Regions from separate parts of the Mus musculus genome. Here regions 1, 2, 4, 5, 6 and 7 are each linked to region 3. Evidence: chromatin contacts called from public HiChIP or PLAC-seq and promoter capture Hi-C data. All regions are on one chromosome and are shown on one strand. Each heading gives the region's core, a stretch centred on a gene start, on an enhancer-like site or on the middle of the called end of the contact. The rest is flanking DNA. Distances are from core to core; before and after follow the strand shown. Region 1 holds the start of Rev1 (REV1, DNA directed polymerase). Region 2 holds the start of Lman2l (lectin, mannose-binding 2-like). Region 3 holds the start of Inpp4a (inositol polyphosphate-4-phosphatase, type I). Region 4 holds the start of Kansl3 (KAT8 regulatory NSL complex subunit 3). Region 5 holds the start of Sema4c (sema domain, immunoglobulin domain (Ig), transmembrane domain (TM) and short cytoplasmic domain, (semaphorin) 4C). Region 6 holds the start of Cnnm4 (cyclin M4). Region 7 holds the start of Cnnm3 (cyclin M3).

Region 1 (3,011 bases), core at 128-2,627, 830 kb after region 3:
TTTTGGTACATACTGACCTCAAAGGACCTACAAGACACAAACAAGAAAACAGAAATTCAAGAAAAATGGCAAGTAAGTAGTCTAAGCAATGAACGAGTGCACTCGTGCAGACTGAAGTCCTGGATGGAGAGCTCCAGGTAAGCTTCCAAGTGTCCATCACAGGTAGCACTGGAAGGGCCGGAAGGGTATTCTAGCAGCATTTGCCTGGGCAAAGCCCGGTCAATATGGGAAAGCAAACTTATGGAGTCTTGCTAAGCTGAGCTAATGCGCACTCCATAGGAACAAGATTGTGGTATTATTACTCTACGTAAAGGAAGAACAGGTACTAGAGAAGCCAGAGACCAAGCAAATAATTTAAGAGCTGTTACATAGCCCTTAATAGTTACAAATCCTTTTTATGAGGTCTCTTGTTTTTATCTACATACCATTTCTACTTTATACCCAAGAAACACCAAAAAACACACGGTGAAATCCTAGGCATGTATCACCTGTAGTGTTTTTTTAAACAATCAAGGAACGATACTACAGGAAAGTCCGGGCTTTGCAAACCCGGGACAGGAAGAGTCTCCAAACAAACAAGTGCCCCCTCGGTGCACCCCGACTGTTATTATAACAGCACACCCAAGTGTGAACTGAGCACCTGTACAAACACTTGGGGACAGGTGTCCTGCACATGAAGGGGACAGATAAGTGACAAGGGAAAAGGAGTGAGAGAAACACTGCCTCCGGGATGCCTAAGAGCAAGGCAGAGGGGAGAAGCCGATGCACCGGGGACGAGCGAAGACCCGCGGCGCGGGCCCCGGGTGCCCCCTGCCACGTTCTGCAAACGCTGGCGGAGCGGACACTCGAACGCGCGAGGGAATGAATGGCCGGCCAGGCGCCGGCGCAGGAGGAACCGGTGACTTGCGACGCCAGCGGCGGGACTCGGAGGCAGGGCCGCGGGCGCCCCGATCGGCGCGCGACGGAGCGCCGGGTGTGGAGCGGGAACGGGAGGTCACGCGTTACATAACCCGGCGGCCGGAGGCGCAGGGGCGACGCGGCGCGGCAGGCAGGAGGCCTCGCGGCAGCACCGCGAGCCCCCGGCCTCGGCGCCTCGGGCCGCTCGTGCGGCGGAGGCGGGGACGGCGGAGGCTCGGTACCCCTCCCCCACCCGCCGGCCCGGGGGTCGCTCACCTTCCGCGCCGCCCCAGGCCACCATGCCCGGGCCCAGCCGCTTCCTCGGGCCTCGCGGGCGCCGCCGTCGTTCAGTGTCCTCCCCGCGGCTGAGGGGAACGCCGGGGAAGGCAACCGGTCAGGCGGCCGCCCAGCCGCACCGCACCGCACCGCGGCCCACGCTCCCTCAGTCGCTGCGCCCGCCTCGCGCCTCCGCGGCAGCTCCGCCCCTCCCCCGCCGCTCCTCTGGCGCGCGCCCGGCTCCCCCTCCCATCCACACCGCGGCCCGCTGGCCCGGCCCCGCACGCACTCACCGGGCGCGGCGCACGCGCGCTGCTCGCGCCCGGCCCGAGGCGACCCCGGCCCCGCCCTCCTCTCGCGCCGGCGCCCGCGGGGAGGGGGGGTGGAGAGCAGCGCCTCGGCTGCACGTGACCGTGCGGCTGGCTGGGCGGAGGTGGCGCGGGACCCGCCGCATCACCACGCTGCCTCCCGCCGGGGCCGGCTAGCTAATGGTGCTGCAGCGACGCGCAGCCGCGCCCCGCCGTGCCCCGCCCCGCCCCGCCCCGCCCGGGCTCCCCAGCCGCCGCGGAGGGCGCGGGTGCCGGGACTAACCGGGTAGACGACCGCGCAGGGTCGGCCGAGGCGCGAAACGCGTCGCCGCACCGCGCTCCGATTGATGTGCGGCGCCACCTAGCGGCGGCCAGGACGCTCACAGGCTAGCACATGCTCGGTCGGCGAGCGGAGAACCGCGGCCCACACGGGTCTGCGGGAATGCCAGGTCACTTGCTGGCAGCCAGCTAGGCTGTGTCCAGACACGACGTCCCTCACAATCTTACCACTGCCGGTCCTGTGCTCTACCTGCCTTTCCCACTTGCAACACACAGACCTGAAGAAAATTGCTTTCCCTTGTGATGGTTAAAAACAAACAAACAAAAACAAAAAACCAGCAGCTACACAATTTATTCGTGGATGTTAAATACACCTAGCAAAAAAGAAAAAAAACAGTCTCTTAAGGCCCATTTCCCCCGCCTCTGTAGTGTCTGTTCAATGGGAGACTGCATGGTTATTGTGATAGTCTTTATTGTTGGAATGCTCAAACATTAAGCCAACCAACTCCTCGCCCTAGACTGAACACTTTTGTTCCTTCCCCACCTTAAGACTTTTGAAAGGAGTTTGCAGGCACTTAGAAAACAGTAGTACTCTTTTTAAAACTGACTTTGCAAACCTGAGGTTCCTTTCCCAGAGAGACAGGAGATAATCGAAATCTCTCTCTCTCTTTCTGTGTATGTATATGTACATGGGAAATATATATATCTGTCTCGATTTTAACCTCTCCCCCTTTGCTCCACTTGCTCGCTCTCCTTTATGAATTCAACTTCAGTATTCCCTCCCAGCTCTGTTTCTCTGGACCCACAATTGAAGAGCTAGATACAGTGTAACTGCAGGAGTTTCAGAACGAGCTGCAACACCACCAGCTTGTGTTCGGAAATACCGCTGGGCGGGAAATGAGGCTTGTGAGGAGTTTTGAAAAACTGTCTCTACACAGCAGTTATTTCCAATGAGAAAAACACCAAAACTTTATTTTTGAGACTGAAAAATAACTTGTGAATACTTTTCCTCTTCTTTCATAATCAAAGATTACTTTTTCTGTATTTTTCTCAAGCAAATAAACAAACTGTCCCATCCTCGTTTGCTTTCTTTTGCTGCAACAAACATTATTACCAAAAAAACAACTTAAGGAGGAAAGGGCCTATCTCACCTTACAGTTTACAACCCACGGGGAAGGGAAGTCAGGACAGAACCTGGATGCAGGAACTGAAGCAGAGACCACTCAGGAGCCCTGCTCACTTCACTGGCTT
Region 2 (3,339 bases), core at 718-3,217, 850 kb before region 3:
AATTGAACTCAGGTCCTCTGGAAGAGCAGACAGTGCTCTTAACTACTGAGCCATCTCTCCAGCTCTCTAAAGACTTTTACTATCTTTAGAAGATGAACACTGGGAAAAGACAGTACAACGAAGTCATGTCAAAGTCACTCTGAGCATTTTTAGGACACTGAGGGTCCTAACACAGGAAGCCTCTTACCACCCGGTTCCACAAGGCACCCTGTTTACTTTGCATATCTGGAGTGAGGCGGATGTACTGTGTCATCACCATGGCGTTGCCCATCAGGTTCCATAGCGAAGAACTGCTTGTTCCCACACCTATGGGGAGGGGAGAATCAGCCCATAGTCTTCATCAATTGGTTCACAAAGCCAGATCCTACAAAGACTGGAGCCATTATTTTTCCTTTAGTATTATTAATGAATACATGAATTAATGTTTTTCTTTTTCTTTTTGAATGTGAGTCTCAATATTCTGTCTCAGGCTCCTGGACCACAGGTACCTGACATCTCACCAAACTTCCTTCAGCTAAATTCTTCAGCTGAAGAATCCAACCCACCACAGAGCTGTCATTTACACATGGCACAGTAACAGTAGTTGAGATCTGTATGTGTGGGTGAACTTTAGCACTATGAAAGGACAAAAATTTTGTCATTTATATTAAAAGAGATATATTCTCAAAAGCCTATGAGCTTAAACATATTCTTTTAAAATCAATCTTTCAGGCCGGGCAGTGATGGCACACACCTTTAATCCCAGCATTTGGGAGGCAGAGGCAAGCGGATTTCTGAGTTCGAGGCCAGCCTGGTCTACAGAGTGAGTTCCAGGACAGCCAAGGCTACACAGAGAAACCCTGTCTCGAAAAACAAAATAAATAAATAAATAAATAAATAAATAAAATTTAAAAAATAAAATAAAATCAATCTTTCAAGTGTAGCTGATTATCCCCAAATCCCTTAGACTAAGTATAAGTACCCCCAGGGTGAAAAACCAGACTAACCCATAGTATCAGCAGGGACCAACACTAAGGAGGTACTACAACCAACCAGTAAAATAATGACATCTTAGTAACAGAAATGACATCTTAGTAACAAAAATTCAAACTGCTTTCTGCAGTTTAAATTTGTGTTTCCTGCACCCCCTATCCACAGCTCTGCGAGAAAAACAAACTTGTATTAAGCTCTAACAGCATTAATTTCTCTTCTTTGTAGACACCTGTGTCAATTTTCTGACACTGAGCTGTGCTTAGAGATCTAGAAATCCCTGAAGAGAGCAATGCTAACCAGCCTCTTTCATCATCAGGGCTCGCGGCCTGGGAAGGAAGGAGCAGGTGTTCTAACCAGCAAACAGACTTTTTTCCCCCTCTCCTTCCTCAGTCCGACCGAGTTCTACCCGGGTTCTTGCTTTCTATCCAGAGCAGCCACCACTCTATCCCGACACCGGCTCATCGCTAATGGTCCTCAACCATCCCTCATTTATCTCAGTTCTCTCTCCTCATATTTCTGTCCAACTCCAAACACCTCTTCCTTCGAGCCTGACACTAGTGACAGCTGAGAGCCCTACCTAGACCTACTAGAAACTTCTAGCGCTCGGAAAGGGGCGGGGGTGGGGGGCGGACCCTTGTCCTTCGGACCTGTGGCTCTTCAAAGGAGCGGAGATCCTCGGGGCGCCCCCTCCCGCCGGGGACTGCGTCCTCGAGCTCAGTCCCGACTCGGTCCCCAAGCCCTCCCTGCACGACCACCTCGCCCCGGGCGCCTCACCCTGGTAGGGCTTCGACAGCGAGTGCTCCCGTTTCAAGTACTCCACCGCTTGACCCGCCCTGACATGCCGCGGCCCCGGCCCAGACCCCAACAGAAGGAGAAAGAGCAAAAGCTTGGCCCCGTCCCGAGCCCACGCGCGCCGCCGCCACCGCTGCCACCAGGAGGGTCTCGAAGCCGCCGCCATCTTTCCCACCGCCGGCCCTTCATCAAAAAGCCCGCCCCGTGGCCCAACCCATTGGCCTGCGGAACCATCGGCCCGATCTCCCATTGGCTCCTGGAGAGTTCCCTCCCCCGCAGGTGAGTATCCCACCGATTGGCTGACTAGTAGCAGTTGCCTTGCCAACCCAGGCAAGGGGCGTTGCCGAATGTCCAGACTCCCTTCTCTGCTTTTGTCCCAGGCTTCACCAGGCCTGCTAGTAATAGAGATTCTTAGTTTGTTTCTGCATTCTATAGTAAATTTAAAGCGATAAAACATTTTTTTTTCCCGATTGTCACTGCCATTTGTACCTACCTGGCCGCCAAGCTAACAGCCAAGAGGGCATAGAAGTAAAAAGAAAAATAGACAAATCCGTGACTAAAATGAGTGGAAGGAACTGAAGACTAGCTGTGTTGGTAAAGAACTTGACTTACGATGTGGGAAGGCATTAGGTCATCCCAGCACTCTGGAGACTGAGGCAGGAAGGTGAGGAGTTCAAAGTCAACACAGTGAGTTAGGGAGTGACCTAAGTAATTCATTAGAATGAAACGACTGGTTCCAGGGTGGTGGTGGTGCACGGATTGTATCCCAATGCTTGGAGGCAACGGTATTTGGATCTCTGAGTTTGAGGCAAGCCTGGTCTACAGAGCAAGTTCTAGAATAGCCAAGGCTACACAGAGAAACCTTGTCTCAAACAGGCAAACCAAACCAAAGAAACAAACATCTGGCAAACTGTCTCAAACAGGCAAACCAAACCAAAGAAACAAACATCTGGCAAACTGTAAAATGTGTAAAGGGCAGCCTGGGTTACATGCTGGGTTGACGAGCACAATCAACCAACATCACATGATGATATTTATAGAAATTAAGTGTATGCTAAATTCTGTGTGAATTTTCAGGGTTACATGCTTTTATTGTGCAAACCTTGTTCCTTGATTTAAAATGATTGGTTAAATAGAATTGACTACAGCCAATTACTGGAGGGAGGGATTAGAGGTAGGTGGGTTTTAAGTTACTTAGTTGAGGGTGGAGAAGAGAGCAGAAGGAAGAGAAACCAGGGGAGAAGAGGAAGAACGAAAGAAGGGGAGGAAGCCTCCAGGAGACGAGATGGACTATGAGTCCATGGCCAGAAGAAGCAGCCAAGTACTTAGGCTGTACCACTGGGGAGGTAGCCAGGCCAGCAGTTAGAAGAGTAGATTAGGGGTTACCCCTAGAAACTGTCAAAGCCAAATAAAATAACCATAGTCTGAGTCTCACTTACTTGTAAGCTGGTCAGGGATAAACTTAAATTGGTTGTACTACACCCCAGAGTTCATATTTCACCAAGTTCCAGCTTCCTGCCTGATTGCTCACTTCTTTCAGAAAACTAGCTTCCTCTTACCTACTTCCTCCTGGAG
Region 3 (3,233 bases), core at 705-3,204:
CTTCTTCATTGTCTAGTCTGCAGCAGAGTGGTCTGACAAGTCTCAAGAAATGTGTGAGGTCTCTTTCTGGGAGACAGTTCCACTTCTGGTCAACACCAGATTTCTCAACCTTTTCTTTATTCCAGCATGAGAGATTTATTTGCAAGACAATTGTGATTTCTTGGAGTGCATCATCTCAGTAGTTTGACAGTTCAAAGGAGGGCCACTCTCATCTCCTAGGAATATTTCCATTCCCACTAAGATGTTTACATGGCCAACGTTTGGGGTCCAAATGTCAAGAATGTTGAAAGACTGGTACACTGTGTCAAGGCTAAGTCTGGTATATTGTCATGTGTAGTCAATGCTCATTGCCGTATTTGTTCACAAACTCGGCTCCGCCTTTCCTTGCTAATCTTCATTCTGTGGTGGAATGGGGGTGTCCATCAGCATAGTAAAAAACATGACTGGTCTTTTCATATTACTCCAAATGTGCAAGAGTCAAGGGACAAATATTGGAACTCTGGTCAGATTCGTAATTGTCTTGAATGAGTTGAAATGAGATTAATGTTTATTTTTAAACTCATAAATTTAAAGAAGGATGCTATTGATTTGAAAACCCTCTTTAGCTTGAATATAAATAACACAGCTGTGCAAGCTAGCTTTTTGTTGTTGTTGTTGTTAGGTGGACACAAGCTAGAATCATCTGAAAAGAGGGAACCTCAGTTGAGAAAATACCTGGATCAAATTGCAATGTAGGCACCCTGTGGGGCATTTTCTTAATGGTTGATGTGGAAGGGCAAGACCTAATGTGGGTGGTGCCACCCCAGGCAGGTGGTCCTGAGTTATCTAAATAGCAGGCTAAGCAGGCCATGGAGAGCACACCAACAAGTAACTTTCGCTCCTGGCTTTTGCTTCCATTCCTGCCTCTAGGTTTTTGTCTTGAGTTCCTGCCTGATCATGGACTTGTAGCCTGTAAGCCAAATAAGCCTTTTCCTCTCCAAGTCGTTTTTGGCCAGTGGTTTAACCCAGGAAGAGAGAAAGCAAATTAAGACTCTGACCATAAAATTTATTATCTCATAGGAGAATGCTTTTGAGATTGAAAGGGGGATTTCTATTAATTTTACCGTAAGAAAATCAGGTATATCAGTCACTTGAATTTTAGAAGATGAAATAAGGACAATATTTTTAATTTTTCTAAGCATGTTTGAGTTTTTTGGCTTTTGGCCTTAGGGTTAAGGTTCAATCAATATTTTCTCCCCTTCATCTGATTAATAAAAGATAAGCATTTGGTAATAAGTTACTCTTTAGAAGATAAAAGTGGGTGTGGTGGTGCATACCTGTACTCTCAGCCTTTAGGAGGCAGTGGCAGGAACATGAATAACACGAAGGGCAGCTAGTGAGTGGGTGACCAACCTGGATTACCCTGTTCAAAAAAAAAAAAAAACAACCCAAAACGAAACAGAACAAGCAAAAAAAAAACCAGACAAATGAGGTGTAAAAAAACCTGAAAAATGTTTTTGTTTGTCCATTTAAGTTTCCCCTCATCAGGTAGAAATGTTAACGTTACAATAAAGTTAAAAACGATCAGAGGCAGGGAGCCCCTGTCTCAGTGGAAATAAATAAGTAATAAAATAAAAAAAAATGTATCTCCGAAAGTCCTGATTGGTCTTCTTCCCTATAGAAAAATAGAATTTTGAGGAGGAAGTGTTAAGGTCCGTTATCTTTTGGGTAGACTAGGTCTGGAAGGAAGTTCAAAAGACTACAGTTTGTTGGTGGCCACGCCCACTGAGTGATGGATCAGCTACACCTGCACTTCCGACCTCCAGCGTTTTTCTAGAATCGCTTGTTCTCTGGGCAGAAGCCTCAGGGCATGTGAAGGTGGAAAAACTCCCACTCCTGGGTGACGTCACATAAGAGGGTGTGACCTTTTGGGAGGTGCGGCTTCCTAGGGGCGGAGCCAGGGAGGGAGGGGGCAGGGCGGCGGTCGGGGAGTGGGGCGCGCATGCGCGGTGAGGGGGCGGAACCGGGGCGGGGTTGTGCGCTGTGTTCTGAGAGAAGGCGGTGGCAGGATTCGGGCTGCGCGGGGACGGCGGGTTCGGGTCTGGGGTGGACGCCACCGGCCGGAGTGAGGCGGCCAGGAAACAAATCCCGGCCGGTCTTCAGGACCGGACAGCAACCAGCGGGGCCGAGGCCGGGGTGTGCGGCCTGGAGGACAGAGGCCAAGGCTGAGCAAGTGTCCGGGCCGGGGCGCGCCAGGTAGGTGGGCCGAGCTGGGCCGTGCCAGGTCCGGTGTGCCGGGCTTAGCGGAGTGGGCTGGGCGGCTGGGAGCTGGAGACACTGGGAACCCGGCCCGGTGGCGCCCGCGGTTGTCATGGCAGTGGTACAGCCTAGCGGTTCGCTGGCCGCGTCTTTGGAGCGCGATCCTAGACTTGCGGTCCCCTTGCCGCGGGCTTCTCGGGGAGCCGTGCGATGCTATACAACGCGCCCGCCGGCTGCATCTCTGCTGTATCCCATAGGCATCCGACGCTGAAGGCCTCGCGGTATCTCGGGTGTCAACACACCGGGTAAAAATAAACATACATGTTGGTGGGAGACACGGACTCTACGTCCTCGCAACTCTTTGAGCATTTTCTGTTCGCGCATCGGCCAGGACAGGATCTCCCTCACCTTTGCTTTATGTATTTTATATTCTTCTGGCTTTCCTAATAAGCTAATTGAGGCCTGAGAGGTTTGCAGGGATCCGTGGTCGTCTTTTGCAAAGCCAGTCATGAATGTGTAGGCCACGGAAACACTCAAAATGTCAGACACAAATATATATCTTTGTGGGCGAAGGGAAGGAGTGTTGATGGGCCTTGGTTTCTCTTGCCCCTTCTCTCCTGCCCTCTGACATTACATAATGGTGGGTTCCTCCTGCCTGGATTTGACAGCTCATGAAAATGTCTCTCTGGGTAAGAAGGAAGTAAGTATTGGCCGTTGTAAATCTTTGCCTCTTAATGTGTTTGATGTTGAGAGATTGCCTAAGAGTAGAATGTGATTTGTCACCTGCCAGTTAGGGCCTCTGGGCCAAGGGGATGGGGGTGGGGTGGTACGGAAGTTGGGGTGTTGCAGTAATATTCTGCTTCGTTCACTCCTGTTCCCCGGGTGGGTTGTGTGGACAATGGGGACATCACAGGGCTGGGACATCACACAGCTGGTTGATCTGGGTGTGAATCCTGAAGGTTTTGTCACTTGCTAACTCAGGTTCTCAAGACCCT
Region 4 (3,341 bases), core at 817-3,316, 930 kb before region 3:
AAACAAAACAAAAATAACCTGTGCTTGAGGAAAGATTAAACATGAAGTCAAAACAAACACAAAATCTCCTATCTTAAAATTTGTAATGATCAGAAAAAGAGTGTCTCAACAAATCCTGATACGAGTGAAGTCAGAAGGTTCAAAATTAATTAGTTAGGTCAAATATAATCAAATCATTTATCAGAGAGTACATTTTTGAAATGTTCTTGCCCCCTGACATAGGGTGGCTGGAAAGATAAAGAGACTTACTTAGGAAGGGTTTAGATTAACCCACAGGTGGCTTTTTGTAAGGAGGTAAGAATTGAAAGCAATGTTTTGGGAACTGTCTCCCAATCTGTGCACTGAAGCCAGAGACTCAATGATAGATTGTAGCCACTGCCAAACAAACTAGATGCTGCAGTAAAGGGAAGAAGGAATTATCTAGTTACTGGGAACTAAGCAAGCTAGGCTGTTTTCCTTTGCGCATCTCCCTTTCCTAACTCATGTTTGGCAATGTCTGTGTAGGTGTCCAACTTTGCCCTGCCGTTCTGATGCTGCTCATCCAAGCTCTCCATTCACCCTGCAGCCCCAATCACTCCTAAGAACATCTAAGCCCCGCCACGCATCACTTCCTTAAGAAGGAAACCCAAACTCACATGGTATTCTCAAACTCACATAGTATTCTCCTGCTGCCGACGGGGGGTTACAAAGAGCATGCGGGTGGGGCGGGCACTACTGGCATCTGGGTGGGCACTCCACGGTTTTGCATAGCTATGATCCAGGAAAACGAGGTCCAGTTCCCGCTCATGCACTGAAAGCTGGAAGAGCAGGGAGGTACCCATCCGCCGAGCTGAAGTCTGGAAGTCCCTCTCCCCACCCCGGTGGGCCATGTCAGTAGTCAAGCAGCCAAGTCAGGGTGTGAATATCTGCATGCTAGTCACCTGCAGTGAAAGGGGGCTTGTGAATTCAATAGCTTCCATTTCTCCCAACTTTCACTATCAAAACATGTCTTTATGCTCAGCATTCGATCTTTGATTATGCACATCTATGTGTCCTCCCACACCGCCACCAAACAGAACGGTGCCATACACAATTTTATAACTGTAAACTGACAAGACTCCACAGTTCACAAAAACATGACCTTTGCAATTGCCAAGGCGTGGTGACGCACGCCTTTAATCCCAGCACTGGGGAGGCGGAAGCAGACGGATCTCCGGGAGTTCAAGGGCAGCCTAGTCTACAGAGTGGGTTCCAGGACAGCCAGAGCAATATATTGAGATCCCATCTCAAAAACAAAAACCTAAATTTGCTGGGCAATTTTCTTCCTGGGTGGTAAAGGTTTTTGCAAACCAGAGGGATCACAAACATGAATTCATCAAAAGCTAAAGGTCCCTACTTTTCGTCCCCTAAACAGGACGTGGGCAGGGCTGGTCTGCTCGGGTGGCCCCAGCACAACAGGCGGGCACCGCGGGCCTCCAAGCTTCATTGCTTTGGGCTGAGGTCAAGGGGACTCTCCTAGGGTCACGCTCCACCAAAGGTTTGCATCAACCTCATGGTACTCCGGAGTTTTGGGAAGAGAAAAACTAGAGCCCGCCCTCAGCCCGGCCGGGCCCTCAGAAGGCCTCTCCTCCTTCGCCCTCCCTCGGCGAGGCGCCCAGCAAACGGCCCGCTCCTCTGAGAGGTTCCCGCCACGGAACCGCAGAACCTCAAAACGGCCCACCCGGGCGGCGGCCCCGGAGCCCGGACGACTCGGCCAAGGTCATCCCGAGTTCCCGGCGAGGAGGAGCCGCCCGGCCCCACCTCCCCTCCCGGGGCCCTCCTCGGCCTCGCGCCTCGGCCGCCCCAGCGCCGCGTCTGCCTCCCGCGCCCCGCCCGGCCGGCCCGGCCTGGCCCGCGGCTTCAGCCCCCGACCCCTCATGCCCGCGGAGCCCCGAGGGCTTCTCCGAGCCCGCCGCCCAACGCCTGGAACCCCACGGGCCACCACCCGCGCCGGGGCAAAACCGCGTCTCACCCGCAGTTGTCGGCCGCGCGCTCGCCCGAGCCGGACCCCAATGCGCGTGCGCCTTACCTCCCGGCGCCTTGGGCTCTGAGGAAAACGCGGAAGCAGATCGCTCTCCCGGAACCGCGCGGCGGCGAGCGGCAAAGCCCGGAGCGGATCCGCGCCCGGGACCTGGCTAACCTGTGGGGAACGCGGAAAGCGCGCGCGACTCCCGGGGCAGAGACGTTCTCCCTCTGCGTTTTCTGTGGGAAAAGTGAGGACAAAGAGCAAGATAGTTCAGACCACCCCAGCGCTCGGTGTCCCCTTCCCTGTTACAGAGCTGGGTTCAATTTGCAGTGTGCGGGTGGGGTTTATTTCAGCCCATCGGGGTTTATAATCCTAGCACTCTCTGGAGGCTGAGACAGGAGGATCGAGGTGAGTTCCAGAACAACCTGAGCTACACCATGACACCCTGTCTCAAGACCTCAAAGCAAACCAGAGAGATGGGGAGATGAAGAGAGGGAGGGAAAGCTTTGCAGAATGTTGGGATACAATTCTAGGGCTCTGCGGAGTTTAATAAGAAACTGGTACAGCTCAGACTAGGATGAGGTGGAAGATGAGGCAGAGGACAGATGTAAGGTTCAATTTTTTTTTCCCCCAGGTTTTTTTAATTAGGTATTTAAAAGGATCTTTACCAATCCTAAATCAGATAGGGGACTAATATCCAATATATATAAAGAACTCAAAAACATGGACTAAAGAAAACCAAATAACCCCATTAAAAATGGGGCTCAGAGCTAAACAAAGAATTCTCAACTGAGGAATACCAAATGGCTGAGAAGCACCTGAAAAAATGTTCAACATCCTTAATCATCAGGGAAATGCAAATCAAAACAACCCTGAGATTCCACCTCACACCATCAGAATGGCTAAGATTAAAAATTCAGGTGACAGCAGATACTTGCAAGGATGTGGAGAAAGAGGAACACTCCTCCATTGCTGGTGGGATTGCAAGCTTGTACAACCACTCTGGAAATCAGTCTGGTGGTTCCTCAGAAAATTGGACATAGTACTACCAGAGAATCCAGCAATACCTCTCCTGGGCATGTATCCAGATGTTCCAACTGGTAATAAGAACACATGCTCCACTATGTTCATAGCAGCCTTATTTATAATAGCCAGAAGTTGGAAAGAACCCGGATGTCCCTCAACAGAGGAATGGATACAGAAAATGTGGTACATTTACACAGTGGAGTACTACTCAGCTATTAAAAACAATGAATTTAAGGTTCGACTTTTAACTGCTTGGCTCAGCCTTTTTCTCAACTTTGAAATGTGCAAATGCCTAAACCCTGATTCACCAGGTTGCCAGGGGAATGCAGTC
Region 5 (3,288 bases), core at 343-2,842, 740 kb before region 3:
TACAAGACACTGACCCTCCCGCAGAGAGGCGACCGGGCCACGAGTCAGTTCCAGGCTTCTGTCTGGGAATCTCCTCGCCTCCGCGAGAGCGGGATCGTGGAGGGAAGTGAAATGGGTTGGGGAGGCCGAAGCGGGGTTCTCCTGGACAACAGGGGATGCCCACAAATGATCGTCAAGGGCTGCGTCCCCTCCTCCCCGGCTCTGACGAACGTTCTTAACTCCGGGATTGCACCTCGGGGACCATGCACTAGGCAGTAGGCAAACGGAACGGATCTCCACTAATCTAGACGCTAGGGGCTGGGAACAGAGATGCAGAATCTGAGGATTGCACCCCAAAACAAAGGTTCCTAGCCAAGACCCGGTCTCGGTCTCCCTACTGTGGACTCTCCCCTCCCCCAGCTCCGGGGATTTGAATGCAAACAAAGCGGCAGCGCTGGGAGCGTGGCAAAGCCGGGCTTGCGGACGCCCCCTGTCGGCCAAGAACCTCCGCGCGGGAAGGGCGGGGGGCTGGGGCTGCCTTCCCCGGAGCAGTCCCCCCTGACACACCCTCAGTTTCCTCTCTGCCAATTACCCTAGGCTGGGGTCAAAACCCGGTGGTGCGCTCCGAGAATCTGCAGGCGTAGCGGTGACCCAACCCCCAAGCTCTTCCCGAAGCAAGGGACACGGACAGCCAAGGGGATGGAGGGGTGCAGGACCAGGATTTGCACCCCACACTTGCACACCCGGTCGTGGATTGCGGCGCTCCAGAGAGGGACCGGGCGGCGGAGCTTTGGCTAGGGGGCTGGTTCTCAGTGCCAGCCCGCCTCCGGAGCAGAACGGGAGGGCGGGGGGCCGCGCTAGGGAAATCCGATCCCACAACATCGGCCACGGTCCAAGCCCGCCCCTAACTTTCCGTCGAGGTGGGGGGAACCCGAGCAGTTCGCGAGCCTGGCAAAGATTCGGACCGCGCGCTGGACAGCCCAAGGGTCCCCCACTGCCCCTAGCGCTGTCCGTACCCCCAGGCTCCCGCTGCTCCGGCCAGTGGAGCTGCAGGCACTGCTTGCCTTGATGCCGATCGCCACTGGGCAGCCCGCGGCGGACTCAAGAGGGACCCGGATCGGACAGCTGTCTTTGCTGTCGCCCCGCCCTGCACCCCTAGACGCTGTCCTCTAGCGCGCGCGCTAGCCCCTACCCAAGCAAGGGGACAAAGCAGCGGCCCCGGGGCCCCACCGCTCCGGCCTCACTCACCTCTTTCGTGCAGCTCCAATCCCTGGGCGCTGCCCTCGCGTTTGACTCCGGCCACCGTCCTCCCCTGCCCCCGCGCCGCTCCAGACTGCGCCCGCCCGCCAGCACGCTAAGGCTGTCCCGTGCCACCGCCCCTCGGTCTCAGCACGGCTCTCGGCGCCCCTGAGCTCGGATTCGGCGCTCCACCGCGCCGGGCGCCGGTTCTTTCTCCGCTGCAGCCGCCGCCACCGCCGCTCTCCGCCCCCAACCCCTTGACGTCAGGCAGAGGGTGTCGAGTGGTGGCCGGGGGCGGGACGCGAAGGCCCGCCCAGGAGGGGGCTGCGACCCGCTGCCTTGCTTACCCGGCACTGAGGCTTGGGGACCCTTTACGACTCTTGCAGCTCGTGAGTCAAGGTCTGCGCCACAGCGGCCGGAGGCGGGGAGGGGGCGGGGTGGGGGGCGGGGAGGGACTCCAGGCGTTGCCACCGGGAACTGCACGAACTGCACTCACCTGGTGAAGTGTGCCTTCAAGTCCTGAGGCGGGATGGGCTCTCTGGAAGGGTTGAGGGGCTTCCCCACGCTCCAGTTACGGGAACGAAAACTGGCAAACCATTTTGGGACTTGTACCCGAAGGGGGTGGCGTAGCAAGAGAAGAAACTGAAGGTTCTCTCAGGTGCTAACCACAGTGGTCAGTCTTTTGACTCCAAAGTTGTCCTCCTTTCTGGCCCTAACCCTTGGACTGGAAGGAGCAGCTCACAGGCAGAGGAGACCCCAAGACTGCAGGCAGCTCCTAGTTTCCAGGCTCCAGCAGAGCCTACCCCCGGGAAATGACTCTTGGTGTGGCTTGGAAGGCTGATTAACTAGAGGCACGAGCGCGCCACGGTTCAGATGAAAGAGGCTGGAGGGAGCCACGCAGCGAACCACCACCACCTTCAGAACTGCCAGCCTCCGCCCACAGGCGCTCCTAGAAGTAACTTGTAGCTGTGGCCTCCTGGACGGTGCTGGCTGGCAAATCCTTCCAGCCAGCTGGTCCTCCAGTGGGCAGGTGGACTGAGAAACCTCGGGGAAACTGCCCCAGCGGTACCTGGAGACCACCCCTAACCAGAATCAAAGGACAGGGACGAAGGGAAGGAGGCCTGGAGGTTTCTGTGGTAACTTTGAGCCCCAGGGGGCAGTCCCGGAGGGGAAAAAACACTTCAGACCCCATAAGTAAAATCTGGAGTATAAATCAGTCCGACAGCAGCTTTTGTTCTGGGCTAAAACGTGGCACCTGAGAAGTGAAGAGCAGAAGAGCAATGGGAGTAATCGAGAATGGCAGCCCAGTTTGGTTTCAGTAACAATTGGGTCTTTACTGGGACACAGAAGGGCCCCTTCTCCCTCGCTGGCCAGAGCCACGTTTCCCAGCTCCTTTCCATTAGGAAACAAAGCTGTGACCTCAGAGATAGGAGGCAGGCCAGCTATTGCCAGGGGTGGGCAGGGAGGGTGTCCTATGGAAGCTGGCCAGGGAGGGAGCCATGCACACTCCTCTTGACCAGGCTCCTGTTCATCTACTAAGGGCAAGCCCCACTCCAAGCTCAGGATTCGCTAAAAGCTAAGACTCCTCAGCTCCAGGAGGCTGAAACAGGACTTCCAAGCCAGCTACTGTTTCTCTCACTGAATAAGAGATTAAGCAAGATACAAACAAACAAACAAAAAAAGGGCTCAAATCCACACAAAGAGCAAGGTGACATTTTTAGTGAGATCCTGGCGCTGGACGCAGTCTATATGGTCCATCCCACCTGCTTGGGAAGGGAGAGGTAGGAAAACTGTGAGCCCAGAAGCTCCATCCTTTCAGCAGTCAGCAACCATGAGGCTAACCTCCACTTCCTGCTGTGTTTCCTTCTCACCTGTAAGCCTTGCCCCTAGAAATGAGGGCTGCCTGGTAGTGATCTGAGCTCCCTGGCTCTACCTCCAAGGTGGCCCCAGTGGAAAGTTTCAAAAGGTTTTAGTTTCACTGGCAGGGACAGTATTCTGTACCTTCATGGCAGGCGCCAGGGTCTTCTAAGCCAGGCATGGAGGTAGAAATGAGACCATTCCACTAACAGA
Region 6 (3,223 bases), core at 558-3,057, 830 kb before region 3:
TGTGTGTGTGTGTGTGTGTGTGTGTGTGTGTGTAAGGTGAGGCACCTCCTCACAAGGAACTTCCTCCAGCTGGCTGTTTACAGAACCCACCAGCACAATGCCAGAGCATTAAGTCAGCCTCTGCTACCCAGCCTCCCCCACAACACTGCATGAGTGTTCCATTATGTTTGGATTTTTGCTGCTGGTATTGATTGTTGCCTTAATTGGCAGGCTGTGTACCAAAGTAAAAATAAACACAGGGGTTTGTACAGAGACATAGAGAAGGACTGTGTCTCTAGGGCCAGGAGAAGCCCTGCTGGGAGACCCAGGGGTCAACCCAGGCCTTGTGCTTAGTATAGCTCTTGCAACTGAGGTAAGGATGTTTGTCATCCGTGTCCTGCCCTTCACAGGGTGGACAGCTGTGGGTGGATAGCTGTGGTCATCCCCACACACTGAGTTCATAGCTGCCGGATGACATCCAAGTGGGGCTGACCAGGAAGCAGTGATCTCAAGGCTAGAACAGCAGCCCCACCCCTCAGTTCATTTCCACAAGCAGCTGCCTCAGCTGGCCAGTCACCACAATTTGGGGTTAAGGGTATGGTCCTGAAAGAGCAGGCAGCAACAACTATTACTACACAGGCAAAGACTATTCACAGAGAGTTGTTATGTCATATTCGGTGTGTAAGCCAGTTGTTCTCACGTGCTTAGCCAGGTGATGCTGTGTTATCACTCTTCCTGCCGTCAAATTAAAAACTAAAACCATAACTAAACAATAAAATCAATCCAGGCATGGTGGTGCATATCTGTAAACCCTGCACTTGGGAGGTAATGGACATAGGATCGGGAGTTCAAGGTCAGCCTCAGATTTGAAGAGTTCAAAGCCATATCGGGCTATGTAAGACCTTGTCTCAAAAAAAAAAAAAAAAAAAAACAAACAAAAAACAAAAAACAAAAACAAAACAAAAAAAAAAAAACCAGTCATTCTTACCGCCATTTACAGACAGGGACTAGGATTAACGGTGAAGATCTGAAAGGCCTAGGATTTTGTGCCTAGGTTCAAAATTTGCATCTGTAAGAAGTAAAACACTTAGTGTTCCTGTGTGTGTTTACTTGCTTATTGCGCTCCCCCTCCTGCCCCCGTATGGCTTGTCTTGTTTACTGCCATTTTTCTGATGATAGGCTGTAAACTAAAGATGTGCAAGAATTTTGGCTTGTTCATTGCCGTATCGTTAGAGTATGAAACAAGAGTACATGTTCAATGAAAACTCATCCCTAAATAGAAATGACAGGTGAAAAACCTAGGTCAGAGCCTGGTCCCTCAGCACCTTAGGGGTCTAGACAGAACCGAGGAGTGGGCTGGGGGACTTCGGGGGCAGTGACAACCTATTTCTGGCATTGGGTCAAGGTCAACGAAAATCCCAGAAGTAAGGAGGCTGTAACGCCAGCCTGAACCCTCAGGTTCCCTTTTCTTTTTCTAAACCAGGAAATGCATTTTTCTCGCTGTGCCCGCGGAGAAGCACCACCCGCCCCAGAACGGAGCGACAGAGTGCAGGGGACCCGGAAGCAACCGAGCGCGTGGGGCTTGGGAGCCGGGCTCCCTAAGGAGGAGCGCGGGAGAAGCCCGGTGCCGCGCGGAAGCTTGGCTGGGCGCACCCCCGCTGCGGGCTCCCGCGCTCGCCCCGCGCCGTTCTACCTTAAGGGCGCAGACCTCCTTAAGCCGGGCGCGCGAGCCGTGGGTAGGGGCGGGACATCGCATGCAAATAAGGGGCGTGGGGCGGCGGGGCGGGGCGGGCGGGGCGCGGTCTGACGTCAGGTCCTCGGCTGGGGCAGTTGGCGCGGCGGCAGCGGAGCGGCAGGAGGGCAGGAGCGGAGGCGCCGAGTGAGGCGCGCGGCGGGGCGCGGGCAGCGGCGGGGCCGGAGCAACATGGCGCCGGGGGGCGGGGGCGGGCGGCGGGACGGCTGGCCGGCCCGAGGGCGCCTCCTCCTGGCTGCGCTGCTGCTGCTATGGACGCGGGCGGCCAGCGGCCAGAGCAGCCCCCAGCAGAGCGTGATCCTAGGCATGAGGCTAGCGAGCTGCAACAAGTCGTGCGGGATGAACCCGGATGGCATCATCTTCGTGTCCGAGGGCAGCACGGTGAACTTGAGGCTCTATGGCCACAGCCTGGGCGATATCTCCAGCAACCTGATCTCCTTCACCGAGGTGGACGACGCCGAGGCGGTCCACAACTCCACCAACTGCCTGGAGCTCACCAAGGACTTAGTGGTCCAGCGGCTGGTCAACGTGAGCCGCGGGAACACGTCGGGGATGCTAGTGGTGATTACCAAGTTCCTGCGGAGGAGCGAGAACATGAAGCTGTACGCGCTGTGCACCCGGCCCCGGGCCGACGGGCCCTGGACCAGATGGACGGACAAGGACTCCCTGCTCTTCATGGTGGAGGAGCATGGGAGGTTTCTGCCGCTCTGGCTGCACATCCTTCTCGTTATGGTGCTGTTGGTGCTGTCGGGCATCTTTTCTGGCCTCAACCTGGGGCTTATGGCCCTGGACCCGATGGAGCTGCGCATCGTGCAGAACTGTGGAACTGAGAAGGAGAGAAAGTATGCTCGCAAGATAGAGCCCATCAGGCGCAAGGGCAACTACCTGCTCTGCTCGCTGCTCCTGGGGAACGTGCTAGTCAACACCTCCCTCACCATCCTTCTAGACAACCTCATCGGGTCTGGCATCATGGCAGTGGCCTCCTCTACCATTGGCATTGTCATCTTTGGGGAGATCTTACCTCAAGCCCTGTGCTCCCGGCACGGGCTGGCTGTGGGTGCCAACACTATTGTTCTCACCAAAGTCTTTATGCTCCTCACTTTTCCCTTGAGTTTCCCCATTAGCAAACTCCTGGACTTCGTCTTAGGTCAGGAGATTCGCACTGTTTACAATCGGGAGAAGCTGATGGAGATGTTGAAGGTGACAGAGCCCTATAATGACTTGGTGAAGGAGGAGTTAAATATGATCCAGGGTGCCCTGGAACTAAGGACCAAAACTGTGGAGGATATCATGACCCAGCTACACGACTGCTTCATGATCCGCAGTGATGCCATTCTGGACTTCAACACCATGTCGGAGATTATGGAGAGTGGCTACACTCGCATTCCTGTGTTTGAAGATGAGCAATCCAATATTGTAGATATCCTGTATGTCAAAGACTTGGCTTTTGTTGACCCGGATGACTGCACCCCGCTCAAGACCATCACTCGC
Region 7 (3,430 bases), core at 900-3,399, 790 kb before region 3:
CAGTAGCATCAGGAATTTGAGGCCAGCCTAGGCTACAAAGGAAGGCCCTGCCATCAGGGGAAAAAGATTTGCACTTGGGTAGGCAATGGAAAGAATACCCCAAATGAAAGGCTAACGTAGAAATGTGTATACAGGGATGGGATGAAGTTGGAGCCGTGTATACAGAGATGGGATAAAGTTGGAGCGGTCTGTTGTCCATCACAAGTGTGTTTGGTGCTGAACCCCTGCGACATACCAGCTGCTCTAGCTTTGTGGGGAAGAGATCATTGTCCCAGGCCTTCGCCCCTCCTGTCACTTCTCTCTGGGACCTTTCTTCCCAGACCTTATAAGGCTTGCCCCTCATATCAACCTCTGTTCAAATGTTCCCTCCTTGATTACCTACATCTCCGTTAGCATCATCTCCCCAATGTTTCCTCGTCCTCTCCTTATAACACTTCCAACCGGGTCTTAAAATGTTTCCTGGGATCCCAGCACTGGTTCTGAGCACCACGAGGGTGGAAGCTGTTGTCCCTGCCAGAGTTCCAGCCTTTGGGAAGTTACCTGTCCCGCACACACTCAGTGTAGGAAATGCTTGTCACACGAGCAAATGAAGAGCACATGGAGCTAAGATGCACAAGCTAGCCAGGGAGATCATACCTTGCCCCCATTTATGAGGTGTTTGCTTTGTTACATTTTTTTATTGTTATTTTAAAATTGATGTTTGGCCAGGCAGTAGTGGCACATGTCTTTAATCCCAGCACTTGGGAGGCAGAGGCAGGTGGATTTCTGAGTTCGAGGCCAGCCTGGTCTACAGAGTTCCAGGACAGCCAGGGCTACACAGAGAAACACTGTCTCAAAAAAAAAATTGATGTTTGTATGTGTATGTTTGCGTGTATGCACATATGCCATGTGGGACTGTTTCAGTTATGTCTACAGAATCCATTTTAGAAAAAAAATTCAAGAGGCTGGAGAGATGGACTCAGTGGTTAAGAGCACTTACCACTCTTGCAGAAGGCCTGGTTCCCAGAACCAACATGGTGGCTCACAAATGTCAACTCTAGTTCCAGGGGATGTAGTGCCCTCTTCTAGCCTCCTTCGGCACCTGCATACACAACACACATACATACACTTGGGCCCACACAGACACAAAACAAAACAAAACATATGTATAAGATGTGTACATGTCTTAGTACATTTAGGGAGAAAGTAGAGAGAAAAATGCAAAAAACAGGGATACCCATAGAGAAGCTAATCCCATAAAGACCACATACAATGAACGAAGAATGCTCCATCTGATCATGCAGGTGTCTTCCAAAATAAGGACAAAAAGAACCCTCTCAAACAGCTTTCTCAACCCGAGGAATCAGAATAAACTGTGGTTGTGAAGCTAGCATGTATGGAAATTCCTGACAGCTGCTATCTCCCTGCATGGCTGAATGACCCGAATGTCAGGTGCATGTCAGAAACCAAAGGCACACAGAATCAGTCTCTAAACATCGTTTTATTGTAAGCTTAATTACATGAAACAAGTGTGAAGATTCAAGGAAACAGATTTTTCTGGGTTTGAGTATTTACTATGGACCTTCCTATCAAGGCATCTTCCTCAAAAGCAGGTGTCTGTCTTGATATCCACAGAGCCCAACGCAAAGCTAAGAGACTTTAGCTTTAAAACAAACCAATAGAGCTGGGTGAGGTTAAGAATGTGTGCTGAGGACCAGAGTTCAGTTCCCAGCACAGCTTCCCATTAGCTTGGAACTCCAGCTCCAGGGGGAATTCGACGCCCTCTTGCGTCTGCCCAAAGCACTGCCCTCGCAAGCGCAAACCCACATACAAATACAAATGATAAGAAAATGTTTTAAACAAACGACTCCAGGTTTCCCTGTGCCCAGTCCCTGGTTCTTATTCAGCCCTTAGCCTTGCTGGCCAGAGGGTTAATGACCTTCCTTTGCTCGTCCACACGCGCCGGGAACTCCGAGGCCGTCCCAGACAGCCGCCCCGCGTCCTCCCTTGCCTGCGGAGCCCCACGCCCCTCCGGCTCGCCCCGCCCCGCGCCGCTTGTTTACTCCCCGGCGCAGCCTAGTTCTCCCCAGAGCCCGCCCCCGCCAGCCGCTTATTGGTCAAAGTGACGCGGAGGCCCGCGCCGATTGGCTGCAACAACAGAGGCGCGGGTGAGTGGGGTAGGCTGCGCCCGAGGCCCAGAAGGGGTAGCAGGCCATGGCGGCGGCTGCTGCGGCTGTGGTGGGTTGGTTGGGCTGGGTGCTTGCCGCGTTCTGTCTGGGCAGCACCGCAGGGGAGGCGGCGCCGGCGCCGGGCGCGGGACTGCTGAACTTCTGCACGGAAGAGGACAGCGCACCGGGCGCGGGCTCCCTGCGCGGAAGGGCAGCGCCAGAGGCCACTTTGTGCTTGCGACTCTTCTGCTCCGGCTTGGCCAACAGCTCCTGGACCTGGGTAGCCGCCGAGGGCGCAGGCTGCCCGGAGGGCGGACGGGCCACGGAGCCCGAGGAGGCGGCCGCCCCGACGGGCGAGTGGCGCGCGCTGCTGCGCCTGCGCGCCGAGGCCGGCCACCCGCGCTCCGCGCTGCTGGCGGTGCGCGTGGAGCCGGGTGGTGGGGCCGCGGAGGAGGCGGCGCCGCCCTGGGCGCTGGGGCTGGGGGCGGCCGGGCTGCTGGCCCTGGCGGCGGTGGCGCGCGGCCTGCAGCTGAGCGCGCTGGCGCTGGCGCCGGCCGAGGTGCAGGTGCTGCGCGAGAGCGGCTCGGAGGCGGAGCGCGCGGCGGCGCGGCGCCTGGAACCCGCGCGGCGCTGGGCCGGCTGCGCCCTGGGCGCGCTGCTGCTTCTGGCCAGCCTGGCGCAGGCGGCACTGGCCGTGCTGCTGTACGGGGCGGCGGGCCAGCGCGCCGTGCCCGCCGTGCTGGGTTGCGCGGGGCTGGTGTTCCTGGTGGGTGAGGTGCTGCCGGCCGCCGTGAGCGGACGCTGGGCGCTGGCGCTGGCGCCGCGCGCGTTGGGCCTCAGCCGCCTGGCGGTGCTGCTCACCTTGCCCGTGGCGCTGCCGGTCGGGCAGCTGCTGGAGCTGGCAGCGCGGCCGGGGCGTCTGCGGGAGCGCGTGCTGGAGCTGGCGCGCGGCGGCGGCGACCCCTACAGCGACCTCAGCAAGGGAGTGCTGCGCTCCCGGACCGTGGAGGACGTGCTCACGCCGCTCGAAGACTGCTTTATGCTGGACTCCGGCACTGTCCTAGACTTCAGCGTCCTCGCCAGCATCATGCAGAGCGGCCACACGCGCATCCCAGTGTACGAGGAGGAGCGCTCCAACATCGTGGACATGCTCTACCTCAAAGACTTGGCTATCGTTGAGCCCGAGGACTGCACACCGCTCAGCACCATCACCCGCTTCTACAACCATCCACTCCACTTTGTCTTCAACGATACCAAACTGGACGCTGTCCTGGAGGAGTTCA

Evidence for each region. Promoter capture Hi-C pulls out the DNA fragments that hold promoters and counts their contacts. HiChIP or PLAC-seq counts read pairs in DNA pulled down with a chosen protein or histone mark. Capture Hi-C pulls out chosen DNA fragments and counts their contacts.
Region 1: a contact with region 3 is called in an HNF4G HiChIP or PLAC-seq map of pancreatic cancer cells. The contact joins the promoter of Rev1 here to the promoter of Inpp4a in region 3. A contact is called at or near these places in 1 of 39 promoter capture datasets (pre-B cells), 2 of 484 Hi-C or Micro-C datasets (the N1E-115 cell line and embryonic stem cells) and 1 of 115 datasets of contacts at active chromatin or transcription factors (pancreatic cancer cells).
Region 2: a contact with region 3 is called in a promoter capture Hi-C map of adipose tissue, with 2.8 times the contacts expected there. The contact joins the promoter of Lman2l here to the promoter of Inpp4a in region 3. A contact is called at or near these places in 1 of 115 datasets of contacts at active chromatin or transcription factors (bone marrow-derived macrophages) and 2 of 9 other capture datasets (adipose tissue and liver).
Region 4: a contact with region 3 is called in a promoter capture Hi-C map of adipose tissue, with 3 times the contacts expected there. The contact joins the promoter of Kansl3 here to the promoter of Inpp4a in region 3. A contact is called at or near these places in 3 of 39 promoter capture datasets (liver and pre-B cells), 1 of 115 datasets of contacts at active chromatin or transcription factors (bone marrow-derived macrophages) and 2 of 9 other capture datasets (adipose tissue and liver).
Region 5: a contact with region 3 is called in a promoter capture Hi-C map of liver, with 3 times the contacts expected there. The contact joins the promoter of Sema4c here to the promoter of Inpp4a in region 3. A contact is called at or near these places in 7 of 39 promoter capture datasets (the HPC-7 cell line, embryonic stem cells, hippocampal neurons and 3 more), 2 of 484 Hi-C or Micro-C datasets (embryonic stem cells and muscle stem cells), 2 of 115 datasets of contacts at active chromatin or transcription factors (astrocytes and embryonic stem cells) and 2 of 9 other capture datasets (adipose tissue and liver).
Region 6: a contact with region 3 is called in a promoter capture Hi-C map of liver, with 3 times the contacts expected there. The contact joins the promoter of Cnnm4 here to the promoter of Inpp4a in region 3. A contact is called at or near these places in 1 of 39 promoter capture datasets (the HPC-7 cell line), 1 of 115 datasets of contacts at active chromatin or transcription factors (bone marrow-derived macrophages) and 2 of 9 other capture datasets (adipose tissue and liver).
Region 7: a promoter capture Hi-C map of liver shows a contact between it and region 3, with 2.5 times the contacts expected there. The contact joins the promoter of Cnnm3 here to the promoter of Inpp4a in region 3. A contact is called at or near these places in 1 of 39 promoter capture datasets (liver) and 1 of 115 datasets of contacts at active chromatin or transcription factors (bone marrow-derived macrophages).

Annotation. Positions count from the first base shown.
Region 1 is chr1:38,128,289-38,131,299 of GRCm38.p6, forward strand. It overlaps Rev1 (REV1, DNA directed polymerase), which reads right to left and starts at 1,378. Exons shown (of 23, transcript NM_019570.4): 1 at 1,174-1,378.
Region 2 is chr1:36,443,304-36,446,642 of GRCm38.p6, forward strand. Lman2l (lectin, mannose-binding 2-like) reads right to left here and starts at 1,968. Exons shown (of 8, transcript NM_001013374.2): 1 at 1,747-1,968; 2 at 188-306. The coding sequence starts at 1,930.
Region 3 is chr1:37,297,884-37,301,116 of GRCm38.p6, forward strand. It overlaps Inpp4a (inositol polyphosphate-4-phosphatase, type I), which reads left to right and starts at 1,955. Exons shown (of 26, transcript NM_030266.4): 1 at 1,955-2,235.
Region 4 is chr1:36,367,115-36,370,455 of GRCm38.p6, forward strand. It overlaps Kansl3 (KAT8 regulatory NSL complex subunit 3), which reads right to left and starts at 2,067. Exons shown (of 22, transcript NM_001310513.1): 1 at 1,991-2,067; 2 at 655-920. The coding sequence starts at 869.
Region 5 is chr1:36,556,789-36,560,076 of GRCm38.p6, forward strand. It overlaps Sema4c (sema domain, immunoglobulin domain (Ig), transmembrane domain (TM) and short cytoplasmic domain, (semaphorin) 4C), which reads right to left and starts at 1,593. Exons shown (of 15, transcript NM_001126047.3): 1 at 1,228-1,593.
Region 6 is chr1:36,469,790-36,473,012 of GRCm38.p6, forward strand. Cnnm4 (cyclin M4) reads left to right here and starts at 1,808. Exons shown (of 7, transcript NM_033570.2): 1 at 1,808-3,223. The coding sequence starts at 1,904. Gm33454 (predicted gene, 33454) reads right to left here and starts at 1,980. Exons shown (of 3, transcript NR_168706.1): 1 at 1,673-1,980.
Region 7 is chr1:36,509,718-36,513,147 of GRCm38.p6, forward strand. Cnnm3 (cyclin M3) reads left to right here and starts at 2,150. Exons shown (of 8, transcript NM_053186.3): 1 at 2,150-3,430. The coding sequence starts at 2,194.